Linked DNA regions of Sus scrofa: all the other regions are linked to region 2. The links are chromatin contacts, called in public HiChIP or PLAC-seq and promoter capture Hi-C maps. All regions are on one chromosome and are shown on one strand. The core of a region is the stretch at or near the end of the contact, and the rest is flanking DNA. Distances in the headings are between cores, read along the strand shown.

The links. Promoter capture Hi-C pulls out the DNA fragments that hold promoters and counts their contacts. HiChIP or PLAC-seq counts read pairs in DNA pulled down with a chosen protein or histone mark.
Region 1: a promoter capture Hi-C map of liver shows a contact between it and region 2, with 6 times the contacts expected there. The contact joins the promoter of ZNF615 here to the promoter of LOC110261368 in region 2. A contact is called at or near these places in 1 of 5 promoter capture datasets (liver) and 1 of 2 datasets of contacts at active chromatin or transcription factors (alveolar macrophages).
Region 3: a promoter capture Hi-C map of fetal liver shows a contact between it and region 2, with 8 times the contacts expected there. The contact joins the promoter of ZNF432 here to the promoter of LOC110261368 in region 2. A contact is called at or near these places in 2 of 5 promoter capture datasets (fetal liver and liver), 3 of 47 Hi-C or Micro-C datasets (embryonic fibroblasts, fibroblasts and subcutaneous adipose tissue) and 1 of 2 datasets of contacts at active chromatin or transcription factors (alveolar macrophages).
Region 4: a contact with region 2 is called in an H3K27ac HiChIP or PLAC-seq map of alveolar macrophages. The contact joins the promoter of ZNF614 here to the promoter of LOC110261368 in region 2. A contact is called at or near these places in 2 of 5 promoter capture datasets (fetal liver and liver), 2 of 47 Hi-C or Micro-C datasets (heart right ventricle and skeletal muscle) and 1 of 2 datasets of contacts at active chromatin or transcription factors (alveolar macrophages).

Annotation. Positions count from the first base shown.
Region 1 is chr6:58,077,433-58,080,712 of Sscrofa11.1, forward strand. It overlaps ZNF615 (zinc finger protein 615), which reads right to left and starts at 1,625. Exons shown (of 7, transcript XM_005653321.3): 1 at 1,456-1,625. The coding sequence starts at 1,506.
Region 2 is chr6:57,255,668-57,259,056 of Sscrofa11.1, forward strand. LOC110261368 reads left to right here and starts at 1,730. Exons shown (of 3, transcript XM_021097569.1): 1 at 1,730-1,811; 2 at 2,324-2,910. The coding sequence starts at 1,730. It overlaps LOC100624467 (zinc finger protein 347), which reads right to left and starts at 2,878. Exons shown (of 4, transcript XM_021097261.1): 1 at 2,375-2,878; 2 at 1,163-1,252. The coding sequence starts at 1,177.
Region 3 is chr6:58,151,152-58,154,486 of Sscrofa11.1, forward strand. It overlaps ZNF432 (zinc finger protein 432), which reads right to left and starts at 1,540. Exons shown (of 5, transcript XM_021094922.1): 1 at 1,413-1,540.
Region 4 is chr6:58,133,451-58,136,941 of Sscrofa11.1, forward strand. ZNF614 (zinc finger protein 614) reads right to left here and starts at 1,493. Exons shown (of 3, transcript XM_021097260.1): 1 at 1,107-1,493.

The DNA.
Region 1 (3,280 bases), core at 375-2,874, 820 kb after region 2:
TTCATAATTTTATGATCTTACCCTCATAGAAACATCTTAACTCCAGACAATATAGCAGGTGAATTTTAGGAGAGTCAACAGGACATAGACGTCCACTATCCCCACTTGCTTTGCTACACTGTAATGGAGAGTAGAGCCAATGCATTGAGATAAGAATGAATTAGAAACTGGACAGAAAATGAAGGTTCTATTCAGAAAATATCATCAACATAGAAAAAGAGATTCAAAGAATTACTTCTGTAAAAGTAATGTTACCCCCACAAATCCCCCAGCAGATTTTTACGTAGATTGCTGGCTAGAACTGCACCATATACTTAAGCTCATTTCACAGTTTCCGTCGCGGCTCAGCGGAAACAAATCTGACTAGCAGCCATGAGGACACAGGTTCAATCCCTGACCTTGCTCAGTGGGTTAAGGATCCAGCGTTGCTGTGACTTTGGCGTAGGCCAGCAGCTACATGCCCAATCCTACCCCTGGACTGGGAATCTCCATATGCTGCGGGGGCGGCCCTAAAAAGATTAAAAAAAAACCTAAGCTCATTTCATACTAATTTGATCACTAGCAATGGCAACTGGAACCACTATAATTAACTATGACTGATTAGTATTGCCATATATCCTGCCAGAAGGCTAGACGAATAAATAAAATAGAGATTCTATTAGCAAGTAAGAAAGTGTGAATGTGTGTCAGGCAAATAAGCAAGTGAACGCTGCTGTATGTTAAGTGGGTGAAGGCAGGCATTAGCAAACGTTTTCTACAAAGGGATAGATAGTATATATTTCTCCTTTGAGGGTTAAGATCTGTCACAAAGGGAGTTCGCCGGTGGCTCAGCGGGTTAAGGATCCTACGTTGTCACTGCTGTGGCTTGGATTCCATCCCTGGCCCAGGAACTTTCCCATGCCGCAGGCACGGCCAAAAAAAACTATAAAAACTTTAAAAAATTTAAAAATCTGTCACAAGGACCCAATTCTGCCTTTGCAGGGCGAAAGCAGACAAAGAGAAACACAAGAGATTGGCTTGGCAGGATTAGTAACTCTCTGCAGTTACTCAACCCCTGAATAAAAAGCGAAAAAACGTCGTTTCAAACTCCTCCGGACTGTAACGTCTTCCCACCCATCCGCCCAGGTTGGAACTTGTCAAACCACCAGTCAGAAATCCTAGGCGTCCATAGCTTCAGCTCTAACAAGCCTCTCTGTACCAGAGACAGTGACTGCACATCTCATCATTAATACGAAACCTGGGACAGACACCCCCATGTGAAAACCATCAACCACGGCACGAATATCACTGAGCCCCGTTCCCGAACCTCAACCTGAACCGTGATCATCATAAATGCCACCTGCATCCTTAACAGAGCGACCTGCAAAGACGCCCAGACCCTGAGAGTGGAGACACAGTCCATGATCTCTGCAAATTCTTAATCGTTTTAACGACCACCGCCCAAGGTACCCCAACCTGACTGACGCGGCAGACGCTCTCCTCGCTCCTCTCAAACACCTTCACCATGGCGCTTTCCCCAAACCCTCCAATAACTCTGTCCACACTACACCACGTCCAACCAGTGGGCGTGACGTCACCTCCTATGGGACAAAAAACACACAAAACTTCACGGGACAAATGCACACACTGACCGGACTTTCTCCCTCCCACGAGAGTCTAAAGGTAACGCTTTCAAGAACAATTTCTACTCCGTCTCCCCAGTGTTTTCGTCCGCCTATGGCGGCCGAAGAGGGTCTGAAGCGTTTGGGGAAACGCGGAAGACCGGATTTCCGGCAGCTCTTAGTGAGGCAATATGTCCGCGCCCAAGTTGCAGAGGACCCAGTGAGCGGCCATGTTGGGACGCCTGACGTACGGAAGGCCAAGGGGTGGGTTTGGGTTCCCAGAGTCAGGGATGGCAGGGAAGGCAAGACGCCGCTGAATTTATCTAATTTCCTGGCACTTCGACTCTTCAGAAATTAGCAGATTTTTAGAGACTCAAGGTTTGTGAAGCAAATGTGGAGTTACCTAAACTTCGTTTTGCGGACTGGGCAGAAAAGGAATATTGCCATGGGCTTTATTTTACAGTGTGTATTTTAAACCGAGAGAGGCAGGTTTGCAATGGACCAAAAGTTCAGCGGTTGGTATAGCAGCAGAGAAGGAACTCCTGGAAAAAGAAAAGGCAATGCATTCAGTAAATGGACATCCCACAGCTCATGGCAATGCCAGATCCTCAACCCATTGAGTGAGGCCAGGGATCGAACCTGCAACCTCATGGTTCCTAGTCAGATTTGTTTCCGCTGCGCCATCACTGGAACTCCAAACCTTTGTATTTCTAAACACAACTTTAAGAAAGTAATGAGTAGCGCCAGAGATTAGGAGAAAATATTTACATATTTAACATCTGATAAAGGACTTATATTCAGCATTTATAAAGAGTTATCAAAATCCAACAATAATAAAACAACTATCCAGTTACTTTTGCTGACCCCGCGAATAACCCATGCCTTTAGATCTTTGTTCTTAAGCTTAAGTCATTTACCATCACCCTGACTGTTTCTCAAGCAGGAAGACGGGACAAAGTAAGGACGGACAAGATGGAGTTTTCAGCAAAGAGGCTAAGAAAATATTATAAAAACATGTCTCGCAACAATCTTGCATTGCTGAGGCTGTGTAGGTTGGCAGCTGTAGCTCCGATTCAACCCCTAGCGTGGGAACTTGCATATGCCATGTGTGCGGCCCTAAAAAACAAACACGCACACAAACAAACAAAAAATCCCTACAACTGCAAAATTATAAACTACCTAGGATTAAAAATAAGTGAGGATGTCTGGGACATACAAGAAAAATAGCACAACAAATCTTGTGGTAAGAATGTAAGATTTTGGATAATAAGAGGATCATAATGTAAACTGAGCATAATTGAATATGTTGTTATTCAAGGACACCCCAGTTTAACGGATACTTTAATGTGGCTGAAATTATCATCCAACTTATTCACCCATGGTATTATTATAGCCATGAATATCTAAAACATTTTATAATATGGAAACATGTTTATAATGCGAGATGAAATTAGATTACATCCTTTTTTACATCTATATTGACATATAACTGATATATATATTATACCTACTTTAAATAAGCTTTTAATTTGGAGAAAATTTAGACTTACATAGACGTCACAAAGTACTACAACGTGTGTACATGGACCTTCATTTGACTACCTCTCATATGAATATTTTATATAATCATGGTACATTTGTCAAATGGAGAGATTAACACTGGTATGACACTAACACAA
Region 2 (3,389 bases), core at 480-2,979:
AATGAAGCTGGACTCAAACTTGCAATGGTAAAAATTTCTGTGTCAAAGTATACAATACACAGGTGTTCTGGCTATGGCTCAGCAGGTTAAGAACCCGACTAGGATCCATGAGGCTGTGGGTGTGACCCGGTGCTGTCACAAGCTGCAGCATAAGTCACAGGTGCAGCTTGGATCTGGTCTTGCTGTGTGGCTGTGGTGTAGGCGGGCAGCTGCAAATCCGATTCAATCCCTAGCGTGGGAATTTCCATATGCTGCAGGTGCGGCCTTAAAAAGAAAAGATGAAAAAAAAGTACACAACACACAAAGTGAAAAGGTAACCTCTGAGGAATGGAGATGATGAAAGTGATTTAAAGACTTTCCAACTGTCATGAGATTTAGGTTGACTTCATAATTTATATTTGAGGATAGAAAAAAAGACCCTCCACCACTTCTGTTTCTGAACTTTCTTTTTTCTTTTTCTTTTGTCTTTTTGCCTTTTTCTGGGGCCGCTCCTGCTGCATATGGAGGTTTCCAGGCTAGGGGTCTAATCTGAGCTGTAGCTGCCGGCCTACGCCAGAGCCACAGCAACTCGGGATCTGAGCCACGTCTGTGACTTACACCACAGCTCATGACAAAGTCGGATCCTTAACCCACTGAGCGAGGCCAGGGATCGAACCCACAACCTCGTGGTTCCTAGTCGGATTCGTGAACCACTGAGCCTCAATGGGAACTGCTGAACTTTTGATTCCATTCCCATCATTAATATTTAAAGTCAATCACTTACCTTCGATTGCTTTAGGTAAAGTCAGAACAAATTTCCCCTAATTAACCTAATTTCTAGCGTTTACCAGGTATTGTGCATATTAATACCTGACTTCCATGTGCAGCTTCTTGATCCTGGTTGACAGGGAGCAGACTGTGCATCCAGCTGGAGCCCTAAACAATCCTTGCTGCCCACTAGCCCCGCCCAGGATGATGCCCAGGGGGGCCTCTTCACAAGCTCCAGGTCACTGGGTCAAGGGGAGATGAGGTCTAAGTGGGTGAGAGGCCCTGAAGGACCGGCCAGGTGAATGTGAACATCAGTTGTCAGGCAGGATGCTTTAGGGCCAGACAAGATGAGTGAGTCTAAAGAAGGGTATTTCAAGAAGGAAAGACTGAGAATGAAATGAAAATGTGACTTTACCTGAAAGAAAGCCATTCCTGACTCCTTGTCTTTAGCCTTCCTCCTCTTCCTGGCTTCTTCCTCAGACCACGTGAGTCTTTAGAGGATGATCTTGAAAGTTGAAAAGATACAGTTTAAAGCTTAGAATCAACCTACCCCTTTTGCGTGCACACGCGCACACACACACACACACACACACACACACACACAGGGAAGACCTCACCATATGGGAGAGACAGGCCTCTGCTGCCCACTGTCCCAGGAGGGATTCAGACAAGTTTCTTATTTCTTGTTCTTGCCACTCAAGGCCGTTAAAAGAAACCCTAGCCCTTTAAGAGTTGCTTTCCAATTCCTGCAGATCTGGCTTTTTTACTCACTTCTCTATTTTATTCACCTGCGACTTTCAAAGCTAAATCTATTCCATTTTACTGCCTCTTTACAAGTCCCTCACCCATCCTCTAAGTCCCCATTGGTTTTCCCTCATTCTTTCCTCCTTTTCAGTTTTCTATTTTTGTCTCAGTCGCTTTCTGTCTCTGCTTCTCCTGATCCGCATCGCCCACGTATTTACCGAGATGGTGACTGAATAAAATGCCCGCCTACTGGAAAAACACATTTTCCAGCGGGGTGGAATTTGGGACCGTAGAACACTGGGCGTCACACGGTGGCCCAGGTCACCTCCCCTTTCGCGGGGTGCGGGGAAGGGTTGACTCCGCAGGGGAGGCCTGCGGGACAGAAGGACCGGCCTGAGGAGCCGCGAGGACAGAGGGGCTGGACGGAGGGTGTCTCAGGAGAGGGCGGGTTCCCGAATCCCAGGACCAGGGCGAGGACGCGGACTCTCCGGGAGCCGGGCGGCTGGAGCTGCCCTCCAGGGGCGGGGCAGAAAGTCTGGGGGTGCGGGGGGGGGCTCCGAACCCACCTCTTGAAAGAGGGGTTTACCCCGGCGCGGGGGGGGGGGGACCCGCAGAGGTAGTGCGGGGTTTTATGAAAAAGAACCCAGCGAAAGAAAGACAGCCTCTACGTGGACCGAAGGCAGAAAAGCCAAGGGCAGGGACCAGCCTCAGAGCGAGTGCACACACCAAAGAAAAGATAACCCGACCAGGAACGGCAACATCTGGATCTACTAGGGGCGGGGGCCCGGGCGCTGGGATCTTAGGCCTGAAGTCACTCCCACACCCTGAGGAGGGAGGAAGGCGCACCGCGAACACACATTTACACAAGAAAGGAGAAACTTACCCCGTCCAGCCGGACCTTCCCTTCACTCCCTGCTGTCCGCGGCTGCTCCCGCTCCTGCTTCCGCTTCCGGAAAAAAGGCGCCTGCCGAGCGCCAGGGGCGGGGCTTCCGGGCGGGGCCTGCGCTGAGCGCTGCGGGCCGGAGGGTCCGGGGCGGGGGTGGCGGGGGAGGAGGGAGACCAGATGTGCGCGGGGGCGAGGGGCCCCGGCGCTGGCCGGGGAGCGCGCTTCTGCGGACTTTGAAACTGCTTTTGTTTGTTTTTCTTTCTTTCTTTCTTTTTTTTCCCCGCCGCACCTGCGGCATATGGAAATTCCCGCTCGGGGGCAGGGCGAATAAGAGCCGCAGCTGCGACCTACACCACAGCTGCGGCCGTGGGAGCCTTCCCCCCGCTGCGCCTGGCGGGCAGCCCAGGCAGCCTCGGAGAACAGCGACTCCCGGGCCCACTGCGCCTGGCCCGGGTCCCGCGCTGCGGCAGAGCCAGCCGGGATCCTTGCCTCGGCGGCGCCGCCGCACAACTCCTGCCACGGCTGCTTTTAAGGTAAAAAACTTCTACTTGTGTGGACCACTGATGTCATGGAATCTAAGACGTTTCCTCCTAAACAAGTTCAAACCGGTTTGAATTAAAAAGCTATTTTGGGAGTTCCTGCTGTGACGCAGTGGGTTGCCGCAGCTGTGGCATAGGTCGCAGCTGTGGCTTGGATTCAGTCCCTGGCTGGGAACTTCCATCTGCCGCGGGTGAGGCCATAAAAAAAAAAAAAAAAAAAAGGCTATTTTGCCAGCAGTTTGCTCACACGTCCTGCTTCTGCGGCTCAAGCAATTCAGCGGTTGGGAACGTTGGTCCAGGTGGCTGCTCTGGGGCAGTGCCTGGCTGTGGGAACATTTTCTGCAATTAGAATTAATATAAGCCTGCTACGGAAACAAGAGCTGGAATTTTCTCTGTATCACAAAGTAGAATGAGAAATATGAAACCCTCCCTGGGTAGAACGGGTTATTTCATGCTGAAACCGTACAAAACAG
Region 3 (3,335 bases), core at 290-2,789, 900 kb after region 2:
TTCCCTAGGAGACTTCACAGCTCAGGCCAATAAAACTTAGTCCCTGAATATGTGGAAGTGGCATGAATTCGAAAGGGAAAGTGGCAAAGGAGAATCAACATAGCACCATATTTCAGTGGCAGGTAATTTTCAGAAAAATTATAGAAATGAGGTCATAAGGGCAATGAGGAAGTATAAATTTTTCCTTTAAACTTTGTTGCTCTCATACCTCCTTTAAAAAAATGCTCGTACACCCTGTTTATATGCACACTTCAATATGAGAACCACGATCACTCACACACACACACACACACACACACAAAGAGGAGTTCTCATTGTAGCACAGTGGAAACAAATCTGACTAGGAACCATGAGGTTGCAGGTTTGATCTCTGGCCTTGCTTAGTGGGTTAAGGACCTGGCATTGCTGTGAGCTGTGGTGTAGGTGGGCAGCTACAGCTCCAATTTGACCCCTAGCCTGGGAACCTCCATATGCCAAGGTTGCGGCCCTAAAAAGACAAATATGTGTGTACACACACACACACACCACACACACACACACGCACTGGGAAAACAGCAGCCTTTATATATTCGCATATAGAAGCTGAAATGAAATCAGTCAATTTACAATAGAAATCTAATTTAAAAGCTTACTATATTTAAATATGCAAAATCGTTCATCTTCCCCCAAACTTTCTTCATTTCTTTGGATTCAAAAGAATGGGTGATAGAGGGAGCCAAAAGGGAGGAGAAAAATGGGTGCTGGTGAAGAAAGAGACTTGGACCTGAAGCTTTTAAGAAATGTTAACTAACCTTCAAGTCTGTCCCAGCTGCCAAAGTCTGAGCTCAACGTACGCACCTACCAGGACTCCCCAGCCTCCAGACCTTCTGCTGTCCCACCTCTCGGCACAAAAGACGGTGATAACCGCCCCACCGGATTAAGACCAAACCAGACCTGATACACGCGCACGCGGACCTCCTTAACGGTTCTTCGACCTTCGGGCTCCAAATTCTTCGAGACCCTGAACAAGAAGCCGCAATCATTCGACAAGCGCCCCCCGCCCCTCCAACCAGGTGTCAGTCACCTGCAGGGAGAGTGGCCCGTGAAGACCCTGAACGCTGACCTCAGGACAGCTTCATCTGTTCAGACGTTTAATCGTTAACCACCAGAGTCCCCTTTGATGGACCCCAAAGACGCCCCGATCACAACATCCAGCACAGACTCTTCCCTGTTCCTTTCCAAAAAAACGAAAAACCCCAAAAAACCAAAGCCAAAAAACCACCATCCCCAAGCTACCTTCACGGACTCAGAAGAGCCACAACCCACCGAAAGGCCAACAGACCGTCCCCGTCCCCGCCTATTCTACAGACCGACCCTCACACCGACCTGGTTCTCTCCTGAACCTGCAGCGACCTCTTCCGGGCCTAACTTACTTCGCTAAACTTCTTTCACTTCTGGTCCTCTCGCCCAGCCCCCTCTCCCGAGACCAACGGACACGGGTCAACAGCGTTTCTATCGCGTTTCTATGGTGAACGGATTGGGAGTTTCCGGCTTTTCTTTATGAGGTAATATACGCGCGCCGCCGCCGTTGCTTAGGAGCCCTGAGGGGGCCGCCATCTTTGCACACCTGACGTACAGAAAGCCGAGCCAGACTGTCAGGGGCCGTGGCTGGAACTCTCCAGTTTCCCGGCACTTCAGCCCTTCACGGAAAACGGGGAGATTATCAGAGGCTCGAGTTCACACAATACAAACATGACGTGGGGGTAGAGTCGTTTGAATGGACAGGTGTTGCTAGCTGTAAGGGGACTGTGAAGGGCGCAAATTTTTCTAAGACCGAAGCCCACCACGACCAAAAGGGCGCGGCGTACATCCTCAGACGGCTGGGACGTCTCTGCTCGGTCAAAAATTAAAACTACCTCTGGACATCTCCATCACTGGTTAATTTCGAAAAAGAAGGCTCTATAAAAACTATCGTATACGCGACAAAAAAAAAAAAAAAAAAAAAGACGGTGGCGCAGTGTGTCCTTTACGGTTTGCGCCGTTAAACTGGAGCATCATGGGCGCGGCCATCTTGGAGGAAATTGTCCGTACCGCAGAGCAAATGCTTGCTGCGAACTGGCGGGCGAAAGTGTGAGGGGAAGACCCGAGGTTTGAAAAAGTGATAGTACGGGGGATGCAGCGATCACAAAGTGAGCAGAAACAGTGGACGTTGTGAGCCTTTACTCAACCTTGGTCCTCACCCTGCCCAAATGCAAAACATGCTACCTTCTAGCACTGAACTGCCTTGTGCCATTATAGATCAGTCTGCGTTCTTTCCATAAAATTAGTAGTATGTGCAGCTCCTGCTGTGCCGCATGGGGACTGGCCACCTCTTGGGAGTGCGGGGACACAGGTTTGTCCACAACTGCAGCTTAAGATGCAACAGTGGCTGGGATCTGATCCCTGGCTCTCGGACTCCAAATCCCCGGGGGACAGGGAAATGAAAATAAATAAAAATAAAATGAGCAATATGTGCTGGCTTCTTTCACATAGCAGGAATGTTTTTAAAAAGCATCAGCTTTAAAGCGACAGTGGTTCAGACTTTTTTGTTGCTTAGTATCCCAGTGTTGGATACTCCAAAATGAGATGAATCATTCACCAGCTGGTGGACCTTTGAGTGGTTTCCAGTTTTTTGAATACTGCAGATGGCACTAATACGAACAGTCCTGTGCAAAAAATGACCTCAGAGAGCTAGTTTTCTCACAGTCCCCATGCGTCGTCTTCACATCATCAAGAAGTCTTTGCCAGACATTTACAAGCCTACTAACCATTTCTAGCCCTGCTCCCCCTCATATTCTCTTCCTCTCCTTACCCCAGCCCTGTGTGAGAACACTCACTCACGCAGGGGAAACGGGGATCTTGAGAACATGGGCTCAGGATCAGACGTCAGGTTCTCCTACTTGCTTCAAGTATCTTCAACCCCCATCGGCCATTACAGTTCTCAGAAAGCACCTGATAAAGTCATGTAACCGAAAGGTGAAAGCAGGAAGTCAGTTCCATTTTCTCACTATGATTTCTCATTATTATGCTGACCCAATCTCAAACTTGAGATACGAGAATTGCCTCTGTTTGTATCCTTGACCTGTATGATCTCATCTTAGAACAGGCAAGGTGATCCTTTTTTTTTTCCCCCTTCTGCTTTTTAGGGCCACACCAACAGCATATGGAGGTTCCCAGGCTAGGGGTCAAATCAGAGCTACAGCTGCCGGCCTGCAGCACAGCCACAGCAACATGGGATCCGAGCCACATCTGCGACCCACACCACGGCTCACGGCAACACCAGATCCTTAACCCACTGAATGAGTCCAGGGATCGAA
Region 4 (3,491 bases), core at 243-2,742, 880 kb after region 2:
AATGCTGCAGAGGATATGAAGCAATAGGCCCTCTAACATATTGCCGATGGCAAAACGGTACAGCCACTTTGGAAGACAGTTCAGCAGTTTCTTACAGAGCTGTTTGTTGGAGACCACGGAACTGCTGAACTCTGCAGAAGGCAAACTTGGCGCACATGCAAAAGCACAGCAAGCTAAGGACTGCTGACGCAGAGTTCTCAGGTACAGGGTCTCCTTCAAACGCAAGATAAGGGAGTCATACATGAACCAGGAGCAGCTGCACGATGCCCTGGAGGGATGCACCTGTCACTAGCTGCTAGTCGTTTCCTCTGTTATTCACTCAGAGATGGCTTTGTCATTGCCTGCACCTGATTTTGCTCAGGAACCTACGTCACCTTCCCTAATACAAGTCATGAGGACTAAAGCCTAGGCGCCTCTGTTCTGTGGAACGGAGGGCCTCCTGGTCCCCCACTTTCTTTCTGTAAAAGAGTCTCGTGTGTTTTGTTAGACCCCACAGTCCAGGATTTCCCCGTTGCCCTGCAGCGCTGAACGCGGCAGTGTGAGAGAGAAAAAAAATTTTTAGTCAAGTCCTTGAGGGCAGACTTGAAGGAGAGAATTGTATTTGAATGAACTGGAGAAATGCAGCCCTCAAGCCTGTTTCCCCGCATTCAAAGTCTGATCCTAAGCCAGCCTACAGATTCTCCAGGGGGCCCTGAACCTCCCCAAATAGTGAGCGCGCCAGGCACAAGTCTCTTGACTGAGTCCTATATTAAATGCCACATTAAACTCCAGACATGCCCAAGAAACCAACAAGGACATCCCGCTAACCCGGACTTCAACAGAGTCCCACGTTACATCTGGAACCCAGACCAGACACCGCGTTCAAACTTTCCACCGCTTTTTCAACCACTGAGTCTCTTAAGCAGAGTGATCCAAGTAGACCTCAAATAGTGCCAATCGGACTCTCGGCCGACGATTTCTTCAGACTCTTAATCACTGATTACTAAAGGCTCCATCACAAACGCTCAGGGGCTGAATCTAAATAAAATCCAAACTACGGTCTTTTACACACGCTCAGCTTCATAGAACCCCACAGACCACGAATCCAAGCCCAGAATCCAACTCACCTAATCTCAACCTCTTCAGGTACCACTGGGAGCGACGAAAGGCTGAGCCCACGACCAGAAAACCACTTTCTGTCCGGACGCCCTCCTTTGCGGTCCCTAGAGACGCTGACCACCTGGGACCGGGGAATCCCACGAGAACCTTGGCGCGTTGCCGGGGTTTCCGAGTTCCAACTGCGGGCTCCGCTCTGTGACGTAACACGGCCCCGCCCACATTGACGTTTGGATGGGCGGGGCCATCACGGCTGTGGGGAGAAATCGTTCCTGACCGCCTCAAAGCTTTCACCTCCTGGTTGCGAGGGACAGTCAGCAGTGATGTACTAAATGTAAGATTTCGGAGGCAGATGCCTCTCCAAGGCCAACATGGCTCGTTCAGCCTGCTGGGGAACCAAGAAAGATGGCGACGCCCTTTGTGTACTTCAGATCGGAAGCGCTATGGAGTACCATGGGCGCGGCCATCTTGGAACAAGACTCATGTCTGTACGGCAGAAAAGGGCTCAGATCCTAGGAGACCTGGAAAGATTTTAAAAGGTAGAAGCCGAGACATCACTGGAAAGGCAGCGGCCGCAGAGTTGATAAAAGCAGTGGTCACTAAAAATCTTAGGTTTGGGGAGAGAGCAGTTGTGTGTGGAGTGGGTAAGGTCTTTGGGAAGGAAGCAAGACAGCCACTGAAGAGGTGAAGGCTGAGTTCCTGTTGTGGCTCAGCAGGTTAAGGATCTGGTATCACTGCTGTGGCTCAGGTCGCTGCTGTGGCGCAGGTTCGATCCCTGGCCTGGGAACTTCCGCAGGCCACATGGGTGTAGCAAAAAAAAAAAAAAAAAAAAAAAAAAAAGAAGAAGAAGAAAAAAGAAAAGGCGAAGCCCAGGCAGAGTTGGATAAAAATGCTAATACCCACATGGGAGTGGATACAGAGCAACCTCTAGTGGGCAGGGTGATGAAGTGAAGGTGCAAGTGTATGTCTGGGTTTCCTTCCAAAAATAAATGAAGCTCCTCCATTACAGCCCATATACTAGGCTTAAAATTTCTCCATAGCATTTTTCAGAACTGACATTCTCCTGTTTTACTCAGGAGGCTTCACGAGACTTTACGTTCCATGAAGCCCATGACTTTGCTTGTTTGTTCACTGAAGTCTCTCCAGAGACAAAAGCAGAGCCTGGCAAAATAATGCTCAAAAAACATTTTATTTTTTTTTTTTTTAAGAGCTGAACATCGGCATATGGAAGTTCCCAGGCTAGGGGTCGAATCCGAGATGCATATGAGGGCTAACCCACAAACACAGCAACACTGGATCCGAGCTGCATCCAGCTGGATCCAAAACATTTTTAGGAGTTCCCATTGTGGTGCAGCGGAAACAAATCCAACTAGGAACCATGAGGTTTGATCCCTGGCCTTGTTCAATGGGTTAAGGATCTGGCATTGCTGTGGCTGTGGTGTAGGCTGGTGGCTACAACTCTTATTAGACCCCTAGCCTGTGAACCGCCATATGCCGAGGGTGAGACCCTAAAAAGACAAAAGACAAAAATAAAAAATAAAATAAAAACATTTTTTAAAGGAATGAATTACTCAGCACAGAGCTGGGGATTGAATAGTGCCACAACACTATATGGGATTTTTTTTTTTTTTTTTTTTTTTTTTTTTGCTAAAAGCAGAACTCACCACTTTAAACTGGATTAAATATTAAAATATGCTCCCTTTTTTTGGCTGTGCCCCTGGCATGCAGATATGCCTAGGCCAGGGATCAACCCATTCTACAGCAGTGACCCAAGCCACAGCAGTGATGATGCCAGATCCTTACCTATCCGGCCACCAGGGAACTCTTAAATATCTTTATTATGTCAAAGGATGTCAAAGGAAATAATTCTGGATAGAGACGAAAGGAAGAACTCCACTGATAATAAAACCTAGAATTTGTTGCCAGCAGAACTACTCAAAGAGATCTGATAAAAGTTCTAAAAAGGCAAAAACAGAAACATATGTGACATCAGGGATGAAGAAAAAGGCATGGGGAGGGTAAATATATCAAATATAATAGCCTAGTCTCCTTTTGAGTTTTTATAATTATGCCTGATGGCTGGAAGTAACATGATATGCTTCTCAATGTATGTAGAAGTGCTGAGTATCATTTGCTGTTAGGGAAATGTCAGTTAAGGCCATCCTTACATACTACCACACACCTGATAGGATGGCTGGAATCCAATATGACAGTGCCACGGGTTCCTGTTGTGGTTCCTGTTGTGGCTCAGTGGGTTAAGGACCTGATGTTGTCCCCGTGAGGATGCGGGTTTGATCCCTGGCCTCACTCAGTGGGTTAAGGATCTGGCTTTGCTACAGGTTGCAGATACGGTGTGGATCTGGTGTTGCCGTGGCTGTGATGTCGGCTTCCGACTG